2 separate regions of the Salmo salar genome follow, and region 1 is linked to region 2. A link is a contact called in public Hi-C data. All regions are on one chromosome and are shown on one strand. The core of a region is the stretch at or near the end of the contact, and the rest is flanking DNA. Distances in the headings are between cores, read along the strand shown. Region 1 holds the start of LOC106581807 (TRAF family member-associated NF-kappa-B activator). Region 2 overlaps LOC106581710 (RNA-binding motif, single-stranded-interacting protein 1).

Region 1 (5,214 bases), core at 2,624-5,123, 75 kb after region 2:
TTTTGTTAGATAAAATCCTTTTTCATATCCTAAAAAGGTCCATATAGCATGCACGATCGATTTTGTATTTCCACTCGTTCAATTTGCAAAGAAAGGAATCTGTGAAAATCTCACCCTGAACGTTGTTTCAACGAGTCAAATCACATTCGTATCTATTCCTCAAGGATCCTAGAAGGTGACAAGACTTCACTATTTCATTAGGGGTGTAGTATATCCTATAGGACACCGTATTTGTTCAGAGAGCAACTCCTTCATGGCATGCTGATGACGTGGGCGGCCATCACTTGAACAACTGTATCTTTGTCAAATAAGCACCAATCAGGGTCAAACCAAGCAAGCTAGATAGCCAATGAGCTGGGCTTTACGGGAGTATCCGGTATGTATATGTCGTAAAATGTAGCGTCTAACCTTGTACAACAGCATGCCTTTTCATTTTGGGCAAAAATTATATAGATATTCAGAGTTATGAAGTTATGAAAACTGGTTGTTTTGCAAATATTGAACTTATAATATGGCTACTAAATCAAAGTCCAAGTATACAGATTTGACGATATTCTTGCAGAAAAATGGAATATGAATGCGAATGTCTCCTTCCCGATTTGGCCAAATGTGCCTGGGGACTTCACACTAAAAGTCATGAGGTTCAGTCATACTTCAAGTTGTCCATCTTAAACTTTGCACATACACTGCTGTCACCTTGTGGACATTATTCAAATTACAACCAGAGTGATCGCTATAACAGTGATCTTTATCTTGCATTTCAAAGATGGTGGTAAAAAAAACACTGGTTGTTTTTTTTTTCTTTGTATTTTCTTCTACCAGATCTATTGTGTTATATTCTCCTACATTCAATTCACATTTCCACAAACTTCAAAGTGTTTCCTTTCAAGTGGTACCAAGAATATGCAAATGTTTGCTTCAGGGCCTGAGCTACAGGCAGTTAGATTTGGGTATGTCATTTAGGCGAAAATTGAAAAAAAGGGGGCTATCCCTATTAACAAATTCTACCCCCAAGCCATAAGACCCTTGAACAGTTAATCAAATGGCTACCCGGACTCTTGCATTGTCCCCACCCCACCCCCCATTTTTACGCTGCTGCTACTCTCTGTGTATTATCCATGCATAGTCACTTTACCTCTACCTACATGTAGATATTACCACAATTGTTGGTTAAGGGCTTGTAAGTAAGCATTTCACTGTAAGGTCCTGTTTATTCTCTGTGTGACAAATAACATTTGATTTGATTTGAACATTTTGATTTGATTGGAGCCCCTAATTTTTAGAGTGTAGGTTGTGTTTCCACTCATTGTACAAGTCCCCTATTGTAAAGCCAAACACATGCTTTAATTGTTAGAGTGCAAACAAAATGAGTAGGCCCCACCCCTCTTTTCACAGGGGTGAAATGAATGTGTCAATCAGAGCCACAGCATCTTCCCCCTCTGGCCATTAATGCTATGGCAGCAAACAGAGGTGTGAGAGGCTCACTCAGACAAGGCTGACAAGAATGCCAAGTATTCAAAGAGATATCTCCAAACATCCATGTGGCTAAGGTTGAAGCATGTAGAGCAAGCACTGTTGTAACTGACCTCTATTGACAATGTGCATTATGCTCCTGCACTAAATTATTTTCAAGAAAAGTTATTATATATATTTTTTGCATAGCACATTCCTTCCTTTAGTATGAGTCTCTGAGACAAAATGTTCCCCACACACACTGTTTATACTCAGAGGGACACAAGCCATTCAACCCTGTGGAAGTTCACACTTTAATATATTTTTTGGTATCTTTGTCAAAGTGCCTTAGCTGAATTTATTAGGTTTCTCTTCTTCCCCTGCCAACAGGCATATGTGTAGGCCTCCTCTTGATTTGAGAAGGAGTGACTCTGAAATGTTTTGAATAATGTGTTATCATATAGAGATGACCCCATCTTCTTAGAATTGTGACCATAAAGATGCAGTACGGGATCTTAAGCACAACAAATGTGTAACATATTGCATGAATTGGATTTATAACATATCACACGAATTGCAAAATTAGTTTGATATCCTTCAAATTGCAAAATTCGTAATATATCACATGAAATGCATGACGTAGTACACAATTGGATGACATAGTACACAAAGATCGGGGACCCGTTTTGGCTCGTGAGCACCACTTTCAAAACTACTGGCTGAAATTATACTGTACGAAAGTTTGTGAGTGCATCTTTAAGATCCTATGAGAATTGAGCTATAAGGACAAATGTCAAATGCATAATTCAAATGCATGATCAAAATACCAGCCAGGTCACTCGAGATCCAATGCGATATTTGACATTCATCCAGGTCCCAGGATGTTGGGAGATGCCTTCAAAACAACCCACTATGGTCAACGCTAAGCGCTATTACCATCAAGTAAACCGCGAGCTCTGCCTCCAAGGGCCATGTGTTCAATCCCAGTGGTAGGCACCTGTTTTACTTCTTTTTTTTTTAAACTCTATCCCAAAGCTTAACCTTAACCCTTACCTTAACCATTCAGATTTAATGCCTAAACTTAACTTGATGTTTATCCCCTTCCTGGGCAAACTTCAACACTGAAGTCAAACAGTGAGATCCTGAGGCAACATACGGTAATAACATAACAGTAAAAGATGAACGAGGGTGTCCATTTATACCCAGTTTGGAGACGCCAATTTTGGAGCCAGGGAAGGGAGTTGGAATGACCCAATCACGGAAGAAAGGTTGGTTGCCAACTGGTATTTATGCCAGTCTGTTTTAGAATTTCGGGCCTGGAGGAATGGGGTAGACTGCTGATCGTTAGGATACCTGCCTGTCCGTCACTAGCCTACGAGATGGTTGTAATGAGAGTCATTAGCCTATAGTAAATAGCTGTAGTTATAACTGTGAATAGTGTTTGTTAGACAGTTTTATATTTGAGCTTTTATTATTTTTCTGGATCCATTAATATTGATTAAAGTCGACTGCCTACCACTACACATTGCTGTAAATAAAACACGACTTCACCTGAAAGACTGTTGTTCAGCACCTTCCTGCGATCTCTCTTGGCCATTTGACTGTCTCACAGAGGGATTTTTGTTTTACTGTTTTGACAGTGCCTTAAGGAAACCCCTTAATAATGATGACCATGGTAAGATATATTATTCTTCAATACAGAATGTATTTGAAGGCAACTAGCTGCCCTCTGTTGGTCACTATTGGACTTGGCACTGTCCCATTTTCCTTTTGCACTTCTGCACAAATGAACTTTTTCAATGAATGTGTGAAACAGCAAAATACTCATGAGTTATGATTGCATTAATACATGTTAATAAATGTGTAATTGCATATTGTGGGAAAAAAAGAGTATATCTTCCAACTTGGCCTACAGCTGGATGTTGATATATTTGTGTACTATGTTTATGCAATGAAAGCAGATTACTTGCTGTAGGTTGCAGTACACAGTGACATGCCCCCACCTTTCTGTCTGAATCATAAAAAATAACACTATAAAGTTTACTAAATCAATAGTGCTTAGTGATATGGTCATATGAATATCTCAGCTAGTGATACTTCTTTTTTGCAAAGAGCAACATGTCTTTTTGAATATTTTACTATACACGTTATCTATCAGAGACCAAGTTGTCACAATTTAAGCAAAACACCTTTTACACTAATTAGGCTGAAATGTTGGTTTCTGCGGAATTTAGCTAAGTTCAACAGTGTGAGAAAACACTCATCAGAGACAATAAAATCAACACAAATATTTCTGACACTTAACTATGTTTTATCTGATTACTTTTTACATGCACAACGTTGCAGACGCGTAGGCACCAAGAAGAACCCTCAACTTGCTAAGCAAGAACTCACTACCTCAAAGATGATTGGTCAGTCCAGCAAGGCGGAAGTCTACTAGGCTCGGGGATTCCCCGAGGGAAGTTCCCCAAGCGTTATAATGCATGTACAATGAACATTTGTACGAAATACACCACTCTCGCACGTAGTAAATGTAGGCCACCTGAAGAATAAGAAGTTGTCGCAGTATCAAAACAATAATTTGGACATATTCGAATGAAGGTAAGATACTGCAATTATACAGTCAGATACGAAAGTCGAGGCGAGCTCAACTAGTGTCTGGTTAGGTATCAAACTTACTCAACTATTCAACTATTGACACTGCTCGATACAAAAAAACGGAACTGTGCCGGACCGATTTTGTACACTCGCCAATGAAGGTCGACGTTATATGATGTAGCCAGTTCGTGCTACAATGTTGCTACAATGTATAACTATTAGGTTGCTTCAGGCTCGTATGTGTCTTCATAGTATCATGCACTTTGGTATGCAATCAGTGACATACAGTGACTACTATTGTACTGTCATAAACGGGTGTTTAATCAAATACACGACTGGATGGAGAATTGGATTAGCTGTGTATTCAAACGAAGTAACCAATCATATCAGAGTTGTACCATGCTCAGTTCACTATCAGAAGTCTGAAAAAAATATATTCAGGACACCCAGAAAAACAAAACCCCAACTGCTTTTAAAAGTATTCGATCTGTCATAGCTTCCCATTTTAGGTAATTGGCTGTTGACTTTATCATATTAGTAATGTATTAATCATGGCATAATACATCTTTTTTGAAAGAAGAGATAGGCTATTTGTTATTGTTCATTAGCTACCATTAATAATGGGCAACCACATTGAGGTGTGTTTACCCAAAATATATGCCATTATAATTTATTAAATCTATTAACATCTTCTCAGTGCACAAAATGATTGTGAATATCTCATATTTTCCACACGTTTGTTTATTACAGTGATTGCAGGCATTTCTCATGTATGACCAAAGATTAATTGACTAGTAACAAATCATGGCATTCAATAATGTAAGTTAATGTATTGGTACACAGCACTGTACTTGTTTAAAAAAAATACTATTATTCAATATCGCATCAGTGTCAATAGATTTATTCAGTTTATATTTTTATTCCTGTTTTTTTTTCTGTACATATTTTGGATGTTTGTTTGTTTTCATTAACAAGCTGTTTTTACTTAGGACACTTGTATAATCAACCAGAAATGTTGATTTTTTGAATTTCTAAAATTAGCAAGGACAGGTGTAAAAGAGAAGTACGCACTGGCCCCATTGTCATGATGAGAGAGGATGACTTGGGTTTTTCAGTTTTATTCAAGTGTTTGTCCAAGTTAGGTGATTAATAGGGTTTACTTAT
Region 2 (5,240 bases), core at 2,281-4,780:
TTTCTACGAGTGAGAAATTTCTTTCTAGCGTGAGAACTTTTTTTTATACACGTCATAACTTTTTTCTACGACTACTAATCGGTTTCTACGTGTGATAACCTTTTTTTCTCCTATGCGTGCTAACTTTTTTTCAACACATGAGAACTTTTTGTCTTTTTCTTGTAAAAACCCTGCCAAAAATCAGTTTGCCTAAGCGCTTCCAAATATAGAGTTGCAGGTTTTGCCATATCTGTCATGTTTGCTCATATCTCTCCTATGCGCAAATCTTTATGGCAGTCATTTTACTTAAGGCCCTTAGAGATTATCTGCAGTTATAAAACAATTCTAATGCAATATATCGATTTACAAATACAAATCAAAAGGTGTTTGTTTGTGGATAGTGAATTGCATTTCTGGATAGCGATTTACATTTGTGGAAAGTGATTTACATTTGTTGATTGGTGATTTACATTTGTAAATACATTTGGCATGATAGTGATCCCATATATATGCCAACACCACTCTGTTGTTGGGGTATGCCTATTAGTGTTGCATGGTATACCGAAACAATTTTCAATACTAGAACATGAAAAACGGCCCGTTACTAGAATTGTTGTTACGTGCGGTACTTCTGTCAGTGTCTCACGGATCAAGTCTATCTATCAGCGCAGCCGATGTTCCCCTTATACCGCACCTTGCCTGGTCCACTTACAGCGCAGTCCACATAACACGTTGGAGGCGATGAAACAACGGAGCTCCATTTATTTTCAATGGAGGGGAGTGAAGCGGGCGGGGGATCGTTGGGCGTGGGCTCTCCAGGCTAACTTTCATTGCTAGCTTACAGCTGAAGCTAACATCAATTCACTACCCTGGTACTTTGTTTGTGATAATATGCAAAACATAAGGCAAAATATGTTGATTTTAAAGCTGATTGCCACCAAAACTTTATTAATTCACTTCATCAGTCTCTCTCTCACGTCTCTCCCAAAAATGATCTATTGCCTCATCGAACCGACGGACCTCCAGTCCTCTTCCTCTTGCCTTGTGTATGATGTCATTAGTGGTTAAAGAGACAGTGCACACTTTCATAAAATAAATAATAATAATAATACAAAAAACGACTACTTCTATGCCAATGTTGTTGATCAGTACAATACAATAAATCCCACATGGAAGGGAAACAGATTGTTTTTCATCTGTAGCCCCATGCAAACAGGCTCAATAACTCAACGCATGCACACACTCCTATTGAATAAGCATTCATCTGTATTGTGAACAGGCCTAAGCTCCATCTTGATTTACCCAGTTTATCAATAGAGATTTACCATTCAAATAAATTATTACTATTATGTAGTTAGATGGGTAAAAAACAAATTCAATTTGACTGTATGATTGTATAATTGATTCATTAATACATACATGGATGTCTCTGAAAAATGTTGATGTAAGAAATTCCAAATGTCATGACGTTGAACTCAAAATATGTATTGTATTGTGATGGTATCGAGTATCGTGATACTGAACCTGGTATCGGTATCAAAGTCAAAATTCTGGTATCGTGACAACACTAGGCTTTTTAACAAACGTAATTACACTTTTCTGTAAGGAAAACTATTTATAGGTCGTACTTGATAGAAATCTGGAAACACTGGGTAGTTACTTTAAAACTCCTATATGAGGGTCCCCCCTATCCCTACGCTAACTTTGCCACCGCTACTGAAAAAAATCCTAGGGGAACACTGTACAGTACAGTATAGCAAATTAGAGAAGTCTATGTCTTGGCCAAATAGATGTCAATGTTTGGGCTCTTGGAGAGTTGGAGCCCCCTGCTGACTATGCCTCTCAACACTCTATACTTTTTCCTGAAGTGTGCACTTGTCCACTACCCACATTGGAGTCCTCAGCTCAGTTGGTAGAGCATGGCACATGCAACTATACATGGATATAACCTCAATGGCGCTGCCTGTGCTGTCACATAAATGGCACAGATACAAAGATGAGACCTCTATATATATCTCTATAGTGTCAACTGTTTCGGTTGTGACCATTTTGGTTTGGCTGATTTTGGACTTTAAAGAATCCCCATAGCCAGCCATATGTTAGCCATCTTTCATTTGGACAGATGTACATCCCAGCAAACCAAATCCACACTTGATATATTAGATATGCGGTACTGACACTTAAAAATACATGCAGAGTTACCAACTTGCTCACACATTTTCTCCATAATCTTTGCAGACAGACTACTCATCATGTGGCCATGAATTGCAATCCTATCACTTGTTGATATTTGTAGGGCTGTGGCTTAAGGCACATTCATTCCACAGTATTGGAATGCGTGTGTTTTGGTAGTGGCATTAAAAGGTGGGACATATATGTTTAAAAATAAACAAAATGACTAATTAGATCGGCATCTTTCAATGTAACAATAGAACAACTCAATATGTTCTATTAAAATATTAGTGTGAAAAAATATAAGAAAATCATAAATTGCTTTATAGTCAGGGTTTGGGACAGCCACCTCTTAATATAATAGTGGTATAAACAATGACTTTGTACTACATTCATTTAACAAATATGTTTGTTATTGCCTTGGATTGAATTAGAACATATCATGATGTAAATAAATGTCCTAAGTTTGAAGACTTAACTGTTTTTTTAAAATTATATTTTTGGGGTGGAACTGCAATTTGCACCACTTCTATAGAATTCTGACCAGAGGACTATGTGCACTAGGGCACTATATATAGCGAATAAGGTGCCATTTGAATCGCACCCCATTCACAATATAAGACACTGACTGTACCTCCGTGTTACTTGGTTTGTTGGTAGGTGTAAGGAGAATGATCACCGGATGACTCCATCTGTTGTTGCTGACTGTTGTCCTGGAAGGAAAATGAAGACTGGATAAAGCTCAGCAGCAGTTTATCATCTAGAAATACATCAATAGTTATCCATGTGAATGACCTCTCTAACCTAGTGTCTATAAACACCCAAGTAGTACGTAGAGCTAAAATCATATAGCTATAATCTTATACCTCGGGTACTTTATGAATAGTAAGTTAATCACAAACCTCCACTGGAACATTTGCCGTCTGCATGTGTGCATACTGGGGAATATAGGCTCCTTGCATAGAGTTTGCAGCCATATACTGCACAAAGAAGGACAGAACTGTGTAAGTATAAATCCATCTAAAATTCGACTTCAAGACGACAAACAATACAGATCCCAATATCAAATGTACTTCTGGGGCCGTATCTATCAAGTGTCTGAGAATAGGAGCACTGGTCTAGGATCAGGTCCATGTATTCTTATTCCTGATCTATTAGTCCAAACTGATCCTAAATCAGCACTCCTACTCTGAGATACATACGGTGTGGCCCTTGCTCTAATTATGTAATACATGAACCCAGTGTTAACCTATTTGACCCCTTGACCATTCCCCTCTTACCGTTCCTGTGCTGCCCATGGAGAGGTGACTCATCTGCTGAGTGAGAGGGCTCATCATGGATGTAGGCTGTAGTGACATTGTATGGTCCATAGAGGGCGATATCACCGCTCCCTGGGACGGAGAGTGTGAGGATGAGAGCAGAGGGTAGCAGAGGCATACAGACATCCATAGATCCTATATTTATTTCTACTTATAACAAGTAAATGCAATACAAACCCACGGTTACTACCCAAAATATCTAAATGACAGAAACAGGAGTAAGAGAAAGGGGAAGAGAGAAAGAAGGACAGACTGACTTTGCCCTAAATGGCACCCCATTTCCTATGTAGTGCACTACTTTTGACGAGAGCCTGAAGGGAACCTGGTCAAAAGTAGTACACTATAAAGGGAACAGGGTGCCATTTGGGATCCATCTGCCCTGTTCAGTCTCTTGGCACTAGTCAGGGCAGACAGGTGGAGGCTGGAGAGGGTTGCAATAATACCTAGATGAAATCCTTTTCCTTCATGAATCATTTATCATTCCACCAGGGCTTGCCCTGTGTCGGGTTTCAGACCAAGAGGGAGCTCAACTGAGCTCAGTGTGTCGGACTTCATATCCTGTATCCACATTACAAGGTAGCTGGCCACACTGGCTTTAGAAGTCACTGGATGCATCTGAAATTTCACCCTACTATTCCATGTACAGTGGACTACATTTGACCAGGGCCCATACTCCTCTGGTCAAAAGTAGGGCACTTTATAAGGAATTGGGTGCCAACTGGAACACAGACACTGACAATCCTGGCTGATTAACACTGAAAAGGCTAGAGGCACATGGGGAGGAGTATTTGTAAAAACATCCATTGGGAACTGCTATTTCCTTGTAAAAATGAGAAATACTTTATTACAGAGCAATACTTACTCAGCTCCCAACCATCTGTTAGGAAATACAAATGGAATCAGTCATCAAACACAAGATGTTTGAAGTGTTTCCAACTTGTCGTGTGGTGAGCAACACCAAGGGAGCCAGGCATCCTGGTGCTAGTATTTTTGTCAACACCGTAGTGCCAGTAAATCCCAGAGAGCCCAGTCACACACTGTACTGTATGTGTGGCATCATCACCCTCCATGTCCCTTTCCACATCCCTGTTTCTCCTCTTTTTCGAAACAACACAAAGCAAAGGGAACAGCTGATTTATGCATCTGACCAGAGGTAAGAAAGAACAGAAGAGATAAGATGGAAAGGAAAAAAGGAGAGGAGAAACATGACATTCCAAAGTGAGGGAGGAAAGAAAAGGACAGGAGATGACGTGAGAAAGAGGCAGTAGAGTAAAGGATGGTGAGAGAAAGGTAGTATATTTGGTCTTACTGGGTGCTGCATGATGTAGGGCTGGTGAGTAACCCAGGAGGGATTCTGTACCTGGAACATCACACATACACTCTGTAAATATACTAGCACAGGGCAGGCACTGGGGAGGAGCTATTTCAGGAGCTCACACGCCTCTGTGTTTGGCTCAGCACTACATGACTGCAAATGGCACCCTATTCCCTATGTGGCGCACTAAGTTTGACTAGAGCCCCGGTGAAAAATAGTGCACTATATAGAGCACAGGGTGCCATTTGGGACGTAGTACCTCTATACTAGGCAGTGTCAGAGAAAGGCCCGGGAAAATTGTCTAAAGACCCCAGCCACCCAAGCCATAGACCTTTCTCTCTGCTACTGCACGGCAAGCAGTGCCGGAGCGCCAAGTCTGGGACCAAAAGGCTCCTGAACAGCTTCTACCCCCAAGCCATAAGACTGCTGAACAGTTAATCAAATGGCTACCCGGA

The links. Hi-C and Micro-C count contacts between places; a contact is called where the count stands out from the background.
Region 1: a Hi-C map of muscle shows a contact between it and region 2, with 17 times the contacts expected there. The contact joins the promoter of LOC106581807 here to the enhancer-like site in region 2. A contact is called at or near these places in 3 of 3 Hi-C or Micro-C datasets (blood, gill and muscle).

What each region holds. Positions count from the first base shown.
Region 1 is chrssa21:14,924,940-14,930,153 of Ssal_v3.1, forward strand. LOC106581807 (TRAF family member-associated NF-kappa-B activator) reads left to right here and starts at 3,874. Exons shown (of 9, transcript XM_014164141.2): 1 at 3,874-4,053.
Region 2 is chrssa21:14,850,306-14,855,545 of Ssal_v3.1, forward strand. LOC106581710 (RNA-binding motif, single-stranded-interacting protein 1) reads right to left here. Exons shown (of 14, transcript XM_045704464.1): 10 at 4,780-4,830; 11 at 3,432-3,497; 12 at 3,054-3,131; 13 at 2,786-2,864. The coding sequence ends at 2,793. Among protein-coding and RNA genes, the nearest start is that of LOC106581808, 24 kb to the left of the region's middle. Within about 2 kb of position 3,531, at least 1 of the 13 cell types and tissues checked has an H3K27ac peak or open chromatin away from gene starts, as enhancers often do. A contact at or near this core is called in muscle, where this site is marked.